2 separate regions of the Pan troglodytes genome follow, and region 2 is linked to region 1. The links are chromatin contacts, called in public HiChIP or PLAC-seq maps. All regions are on one chromosome and are shown on one strand. The core of a region is the stretch at or near the end of the contact, and the rest is flanking DNA. Distances in the headings are between cores, read along the strand shown.

Region 1 (3,616 bases), core at 473-2,972:
ATCTCACCACTGTGCCTTGGGTGGCAGAGCCCAGCCTGCCACCTCCAAACTGTGTGACCTCTTACCAGATAGGCCTCCTCGCTTTGAATGTGAGCATAACGGCCAGGGGCGGTGGCCCACGCCTGTAATTCCAGAACTTTGGGAGGCCGAAGCGGGAGGATCACCTGAGGTTGGGAGTTCGACACCAGCCTGACCAACATGGAGAAACCCCGTTTCTACTGAAAATACAAAATTAGCCAGGCATGGTGGTGCATGCCTGTAATCCCAGCTATTCGGGAGGCTGAGGCAGGAGAAACACTTGAACCCGGGAGGCGGAGGTTGCTGTGAGCCATGATCACGCCATTGCACTCCAGCCTTGGCAACAAGAGCAAAACTCCGTCTCAAATAAAAAAAAAGAAGAAGAAAGTGAGCATAACAGACAAGGCACGGTGGCTCATGCCTCATACTCATGCCCTCCGTTATCCATGGTTCCCGAATCTGTGGATTCAACCAACCATGGATGGAAAATAGGAAAAAAAAAATTCCACAAAGTTTCAAAAAGCAAAACTTCAATCTGCCCTACACGAAGCACTTCTTTGAATCCATGTGAATGAAGTGATGTGTAGGCCTGTATTATGTATTCTAGATGTGAGTAATCTAGGGTGATTTAAAGTATAGGGGATTAGCTGGGTGCAGTGGTTCACACCTGTAATCCCAGCACTTTGGGAGGCCAAGGTGGGTGGATCACTCGAGGTCAGGAGTTCGAGATCAGCCTGAGCAACAAGGTGAAACCCCGTCTCTACTAAAAATACAAAAAAATTAGCTGGGCATGGGGGTGTGTGCCTGTAATCCTAGCTACTCAGGGGGCTGAGGTTGCAGTGAGCTGAGATCCCCCCACGGCACTCCAGCCTGGGTGACAGAGCGAGACTCCGTCAAAAAAAAAAAAATTAAAGAATTAGCCTGATGTGGTGGTGTGCACTTGTAGTCCCAGCTACTGGAGAAGCTGAGGCAAGAGGATCGCCCGAGCCAGAGAGATCGAGGCTACAGTGAGCCATAATCGCGCCACTGCACCCCAGCCTGGGCGACAGAGTGATACCTTGTCTCAAAAAAAAAAAAAAAGGAAACAAGACGCACAGCGATTACTACGCCCCGGGGATTCTTCCAATGCATTACAAATATCAGGTTGTTGAGTTTTTTTTTTTTTAAGACAGGGTCTCACTTGTCACCCAGGCTGGGGTGCAGTGGCACGATCGTAGCCCACTGCAGTGCAGCCTTGACCTCCCGGGCTCAAGCAATCCTCCCACCTCAGCCGCCCAAGTAGCTGGGACCACAGGCGTGCGCCACCACGCCCGGCTAATTTTTGTATTTTTTTAGAGACGAGAGCTCACTATGTCACCTAGGCTGGTCTCGGGCTCAAGCGATCCTCCCGCCTAGGCCTCCCAAAGTGCTGGGATTACAAAGCCACCACTCCCAGCCTCAGCTACTGAATTCTTGAAACAATCCTGGGGGGACCGGTAATTAAAGCAGACACGGAGCCTTTCTACAGGATTCAAAACTAGTCAGCGGCAGAGCTGGGGTTGGACGGCAGTTCAATCACTGCTCCTCGCACGGTCCCTCCGCGCCCGGCCTTTGTCAGGCCGCCCCTCCACAAGTTCCCGGCCCCTTCTGTCCCGCCCGCAGGCCCGCACCACCTTTCTTCCCCTTGAGCTGCATCTCCGGCTCCTCCATAGCGACCGCGGCCCAGCGAACCGGGAAACGGCACCGGAAGCCCGGAGGCTGGGACGCCCGCCTAAGCCTTCCCTGCTGAAACCGGACGCCGCACGGCTCCAGTTCCGGTGTCAGAGGGCCCGCCCTCCCCGCTCCTCAGTCTTTGCGGACAAGAAAGGGGCTGTGTGAGACGGAGGGAAGGAGGCACACCCGGGGGTGGCGCAGTGAGGAGGGGGCGCGACGGCCCGGAGGCTGGTGGAGCGACACCCAGGCAGGAGAGGGGGAAGAACTCTCTCCCTTTCTGAACCCCCTTTTCCTTGAGAGACGAGTTGGGGGAGTCCTCCACGCATTACCCACTCGGGCCGCATAAACTCCCTTCTTTAGCCCTCTGCCCCCGCCCTTGCTTATAAGCCTTTGAGACCGCAGAAGGGACCTTGTTGTGGAACGGGACGGCCAAGGTACGCTGCCCCTTTAAGTTCCAGACGCCCCGCGTACTTCCCCTACTTCTTCTTCTTGAGATAGCCCCGCCCATCTTACCCGAAGCCGGAGCCAATTGGCTCCCTCTGGAAAAATCTGTGGGCAGGGTAAAGGTGAGCGGGCGCAGGCGTAGTGAAATTCTCAGAGCCCTTTAGGCCCCGCCCATTCCCTCCGAGTCGGTGAGGAGGGGAAAAGAAGGCGCAGGCGCAACTGCCCTCCCAGGGCCCCAGCGGAACCCACGCCCTCCCCTAAGTCTTAAAGGGCCAGAGGCAGCACTTACTGCCCGGGCCCTTCCTCACTTTTGGGGGGCGGGGGTGCGCACGCGCAGTGGGGGAGCTCTGGGGTGGGGGTAGCGGTCGAGTATCAAGTTGCTTTCTGTCCCGGCAGAGGAAGCCAGATCGCTGAGGGTCCAGTCTCCAGCTTGCCTCCTGCTATATCCATAGGAAGAGAAAAGTTTGTGACTTGGGCCCCCAAGTTTTGAGAGAACTGGGCTTTCGGCGCGGGGGGACAGAGGAGGCTCGTGGGGAGGTGAGTGGACCTCCTGGATCGATTTAGGAGGCTTGGGTGGGACTGGGACCAATCGCACCTTTGTTGAGCCGTCACTCATTATGGGGAGCCCCTCCCAACAACCATAGCGAATATTTATTGAGCTCCACCCTTAGCAGACCCCCCAATAAGCTATGTACAGACATAATTCGTTGTAGGTCTCATTTCCACATTTTGTCGTGGAGGAAACTGAGGCTCAAAGGTTAAGTCACGTGCCCAAGTTCTCACGGCCTATAAATTGAGGGATTCGAACCCAGACAGCTGACCCCAGAGCCCCGGCTTTTTTTTCCTTTCTTTTTTTTTTTTTTTTTTGAGACGGAGTCTTTCTCTGTCGCCCAAGCTACAGTGCAGTGGTGCGATCTCTGCTCACTGCAACCTCCACCTCCCGGGTTCAAGCAATTCTGCCTCAGCCTCCTGAGTAGCTGGGATCACAGGCGCCCGCCACCGCGCTTGGCTAATTTTTGTATTTTTAGTACAGATGGGGTTTCACCATGGTGGCCAGGCTGGTCTCGAACTCTTGACCTCATGATCCACCCTCCTCGGCCTCCCAAAGTGCTGGGATTACAGCCGTGAGCCACTGTGCCCGGCCAGAGCCCAGGCTCTTAAACATTGCACATTGTAGGTGCTTTGGTGGTGGGGAATGGTAGACCTCGAAAGCAGTTGGACTCTGGTTTTCATTTCCCTGGCTCTGGTAATTAACCTGGACCTCAGTTTACCCACCCTCACAGTGCAAGGCTAGGTATGCAGTCGGTGCCTACTTTATTATAACTGTTGATAATTATTGTCATCTCTCCCCTTCTGACACCTCCGCCAGCTTTCCCCATGGAGCTTACCCAGCCTGCAGAAGACCTCATCCTGACCCAGCAGACCCCTGCCTCAGAACTTGGGGACCCTGAAGACCCTGGAG
Region 2 (3,616 bases), core at 335-2,834, 130 kb after region 1:
CTCCAGCCTGGGTGACAGAGCGAAACTCCGCTTCAACAAAAAGAAAAAAAGAATTCTAAAAGGCCATTTTCAAGGCCCCGCCAGATGGTTCCCCTCCCTTCTGCTTCATCCTTGACATTCTTCAAAAGGACAAGCCCATCCTACCAGGGCCTCTGCATTTACTGGCCCCCCTCTGTGTGGAAGGCTCCACCCTCCAGGGATTCCCATAGCTGGCATTCATTGTCTTAACTCAAATGTCTTCTGCTTGAAAAGGCCTTTCCCTGGGCCAGGTGTGGTGGCTCACACCTTTACGTAACCCCAGCACTTTAAGAGGCTGAGATGGGAGGATCGCTTGAGCCTAGGAATTCCAGACCTGCATGGGAAACGTGGCAACACAAAAAATACACAAATTCGCTGTGTGGTGGCGCGCATCTGTGGTCTCAGCTACTAGGGAGGCTGAGGTGGGAGGATCACCTGAACCCAGGGAGCCACAGTGAGCCACTGCACTACAGCCTGGGCGACAAAGTGAGACCCTGTCTCAAAAAAAAAAGAAAAGAAATAAAAGGTCTTTCCTGACTACCCAATATCAGAAGCCTCCACTCTGATCATATCATACGTAACCTCACATCATACGTAAGTTTTTGTAAATATTTTCTCATTAATGCACTGACACCCCAGTAGAAAGCAACCTCCAGGAAGGCAGGGCCCTGTTTCGGTCACCGCTGCATGCGTAGCGCCCAGCACACTGCTTGGCACACAGTGAGCACGCCCTAAGTATTTGCTGATGGGTAAATGCATTCTATACTGGGGAAGTAGAAAGGCCAAGGCTTGCAGCAAAGTGAGGGTCAAAAGACGCGGGAAAGTGTGTCAAGGGAGCCTCAAAGCACTTCGGAAAAGCAGCTTTTCCAGAAAGCGGGACGCAGGCCAGAGGCCAGCTGCTACGAAAAGAGGGGTGCAGGGACAGCCCAAGGTTGTCGCCGTATTGGGGAACGGAGGTTGGAGAAGCCCTGAAGGCGGTTGTTTCGGAAACGGGACGCAGGGCCGAGCCGGGTGGCGGCCTCTACGGAGATCCGTGCGTCCTCAACAAACCAAGCGGGGGCGGCCAGCAACCTGGGTCTGGGGTCTCGAGAAACCAAGAGGTGCAGAAGCCGACGCTGTGGGCTGCCCCGGGCTGAAGCGAGGGATCCACGGGTCGCAGCAGGACGGACCCGAGGAGTAAGGGGAGACACCTAGCCCCAGGGACCCAGGCGGCCGCCTGAGAGGAGGCGGGGGCTGTTACCTGCAACATCCCGGTTGTCCATCTTGAGACTCATCCAATCCCACAATGCTCCGGCGCCACTTAAGGGGCCCTGTTATAGTGTGCATCGCCTGATGGGAGATGTAGTCCGCCTCGGTCAGACTCGCCCTACTACTGCGTGAACGACTGGGTTTTTTTTTTTCACCTCCAGAAACGGAAGCCTCAGCCTATCGGCGATGCCTAAGTCCCAGTCACGATAACCAAACGGCGTCGCCCTTTTACACCTTCCCGGAGCGGCGGTCATCTCAAATACAAACTACATGTTCCAGGATGCTTTGGGCGGCAGATCTCGCGGAAGCCGCGAGGAGAGCCCGGCCCCGTCTCGCGCGCCTGCTTCCGCCTCCCTGTGGCGGCGGCTTGTTGTTGTGGAGGCCAAAATGGCGGCTCAGGCGGCGGCAGCGGCCCAGGCGGCGGCGGCTCAGGCTGCGCAGGCCGAGGCGGCCGACTCGTGGTACCTGGCGCTTCTGGGCTTCGCTGAGCACTTCCGCACTTCCAGCCCGCCCAAAATCCGCCTGTGCGTGCACTGCCTGCAGGCCGTGTTCCCCTTCAAGCCGCCGCAGCGCATCGAGGCCCGTACACACCTGCAGCTGGGCTCCGTTCTCTATCACCACACCAAGAACAGCGAGCAGGCGCGCAGCCACCTGGAGAAGGCGGTGAGCGCGGGCCGGGCCGCGAGGGAGGAGTCGCGGGCTCCTTGCAAGATCTGGGCTGACGGGTCGCGACCGCGGCGGGTGGGGGCCGCTCCTCGGCGACCTGGGGGCGCGACCTCCGTCAAAGCCGCAGGACCCCCACCCGCCTCTGCCGGACCCCAAAGCCACCAGCCTCTCAGGGGACACGAAAGCCTCGCCCCCCACGCCTTATTTCCCGTTTCTGGTGACAGGGCTCCAGGAGCCTCGTCACCGTGCTCTGAAAGTTGCCTGTTATTGGGAGCAACAGGATCCGCAAATCGTCTGGTTTTCAGGAGGATCCCACCTGTTGGTGGCGATGGGGACATCACAGGGTCCTGAAGCTACTAGCTCCTCCTGTTTCAGCTTCCGGAGCATCAGCCCCAAACGCTTCCACCTAAAGTGACTTGGGGTAGGGGTTGGCGGAGGCGAGACCCCTGGCATTCTCCCGGGAATCTGAAGTCTGGTCTCAGGAACCTGGAAGGGCATGCTTCTCCTTGGACACGGAAGTTTGGTAATCGTGGTTTTTGGAGGGTCTTGTGCCCCCATCAATAATGCCTGGTGTCGTACGAGGGAAGCTGAGACCCAGAGTCTGGAGTTGGTCATTTGAGGCCTATGAGGAGGAGAAACAGGGGTTCTGGATTCCAGGCCCCGCTGTTCAGTTTCAGTATTAGGGGAACTAAAAGCAGCTCCTGCTTTTTCTCCATCCACTGGTGACTTCTACCATCCATCAGTCCATCCTCTTCCGTCCGAGTGAGTCCCTCCCCTGACCCAACTTGATTTGTGTCATCTTGGTGCCTCAAAGAATGCGGGAGAGTGGCTGTCATTCTGCCCTTTAGTAAACTTAATTTTTTTTTTTTTTTTTTTTTTTTTGAGACGGAGTCTTGCTCTGTCACCCAGGCTGGAGTGCAGTGGTGCCATCTTGGCTCACTGCAAGTTCCGCCTCCCGGGTTCAGGCCATTCTCCTGCCTCAGCCTCCTGAGTAGCTGAGACTACAGGCGCCCGCCACCACGCCTGCCTAATTTTTTGTATTTTTTAGTAGAGATGGGGTTTCACCGTGTTAGCCAGGGTGGTCTCCATCTCCTGACGTCATGATCTGCCCACCTCGGCCTCCCACAGTGCTGGGATTACAGGCTTGAGCCACCGCGCCCGGCCCCTTTAATAAACTTTCTAGGGCCAGGCTCAGTGGCTTATGCCTGTAATCCCAGTATTTTGGGAGGCGGAGGCAGACAGATTACTAGACCCCAGGAGTTTGAGACCAGCCTGGGCAACACAGTGAGATCCCGTCTCTACAAAAAATACAAAAACTAGCTGGGCGTACTGACGCGGGCCTGTAGTCCCATCTACTCCAGAGGCTGAGGTGGGAGGATCAGCTAAGCCCAGGGAGGTCGTGGCTGCAGTGAGCAGTGATCACGCCACTTCACTCCAGCCTTGGTGACAGTGAAACCCTGTCTCAGAAAAAAAAGATAATATTAAGGAAAAAATAATAAAATTTCAGGCTGTGGAGTCGTTTTTTTCTCACAGCAGCGCTGTGATCCTGTCAGACCCCTGCCTCCCTTTTACCTTTTACCCAGCTCTGTCCTGCTTGAATAGAGAATTATTGAAAAGAATCAGCTCAGATTTTAAAAACTCATTAATCTGAGGTAAATCCAAGCCCACCCTCAGCTAGTAACAA

Evidence for each region. HiChIP or PLAC-seq counts read pairs in DNA pulled down with a chosen protein or histone mark.
Region 2: an H3K4me3 HiChIP or PLAC-seq map of stem cell-derived excitatory neurons shows a contact between it and region 1, with 3 times the contacts expected there. The contact joins the promoter of MAU2 here to the promoter of BORCS8 in region 1. A contact is called at or near these places in 1 of 7 Hi-C or Micro-C datasets (stem cell-derived neural progenitor cells) and 1 of 1 datasets of contacts at active chromatin or transcription factors (stem cell-derived excitatory neurons).

The regions. Positions count from the first base shown.
Region 1 is chr20:21,845,234-21,848,849 of NHGRI_mPanTro3-v2.0_pri, forward strand. BORCS8 (BLOC-1 related complex subunit 8) reads right to left here and starts at 1,723. Exons shown (of 5, transcript NM_001197183.1): 1 at 1,671-1,723. The coding sequence starts at 1,707. It overlaps RFXANK (regulatory factor X associated ankyrin containing protein), which reads left to right and starts at 2,019. Exons shown (of 9, transcript XM_009435077.5): 1 at 2,019-2,144; 2 at 2,551-2,691; 3 at 3,524-3,616. The coding sequence starts at 3,532.
Region 2 is chr20:21,974,739-21,978,354 of NHGRI_mPanTro3-v2.0_pri, forward strand. It overlaps MAU2 (MAU2 sister chromatid cohesion factor), which reads left to right and starts at 1,585. Exons shown (of 19, transcript XM_512526.9): 1 at 1,585-1,929. The coding sequence starts at 1,654. It overlaps SUGP1 (SURP and G-patch domain containing 1), which reads right to left and starts at 1,305. Exons shown (of 14, transcript NM_001246595.1): 1 at 1,259-1,305. The coding sequence starts at 1,292.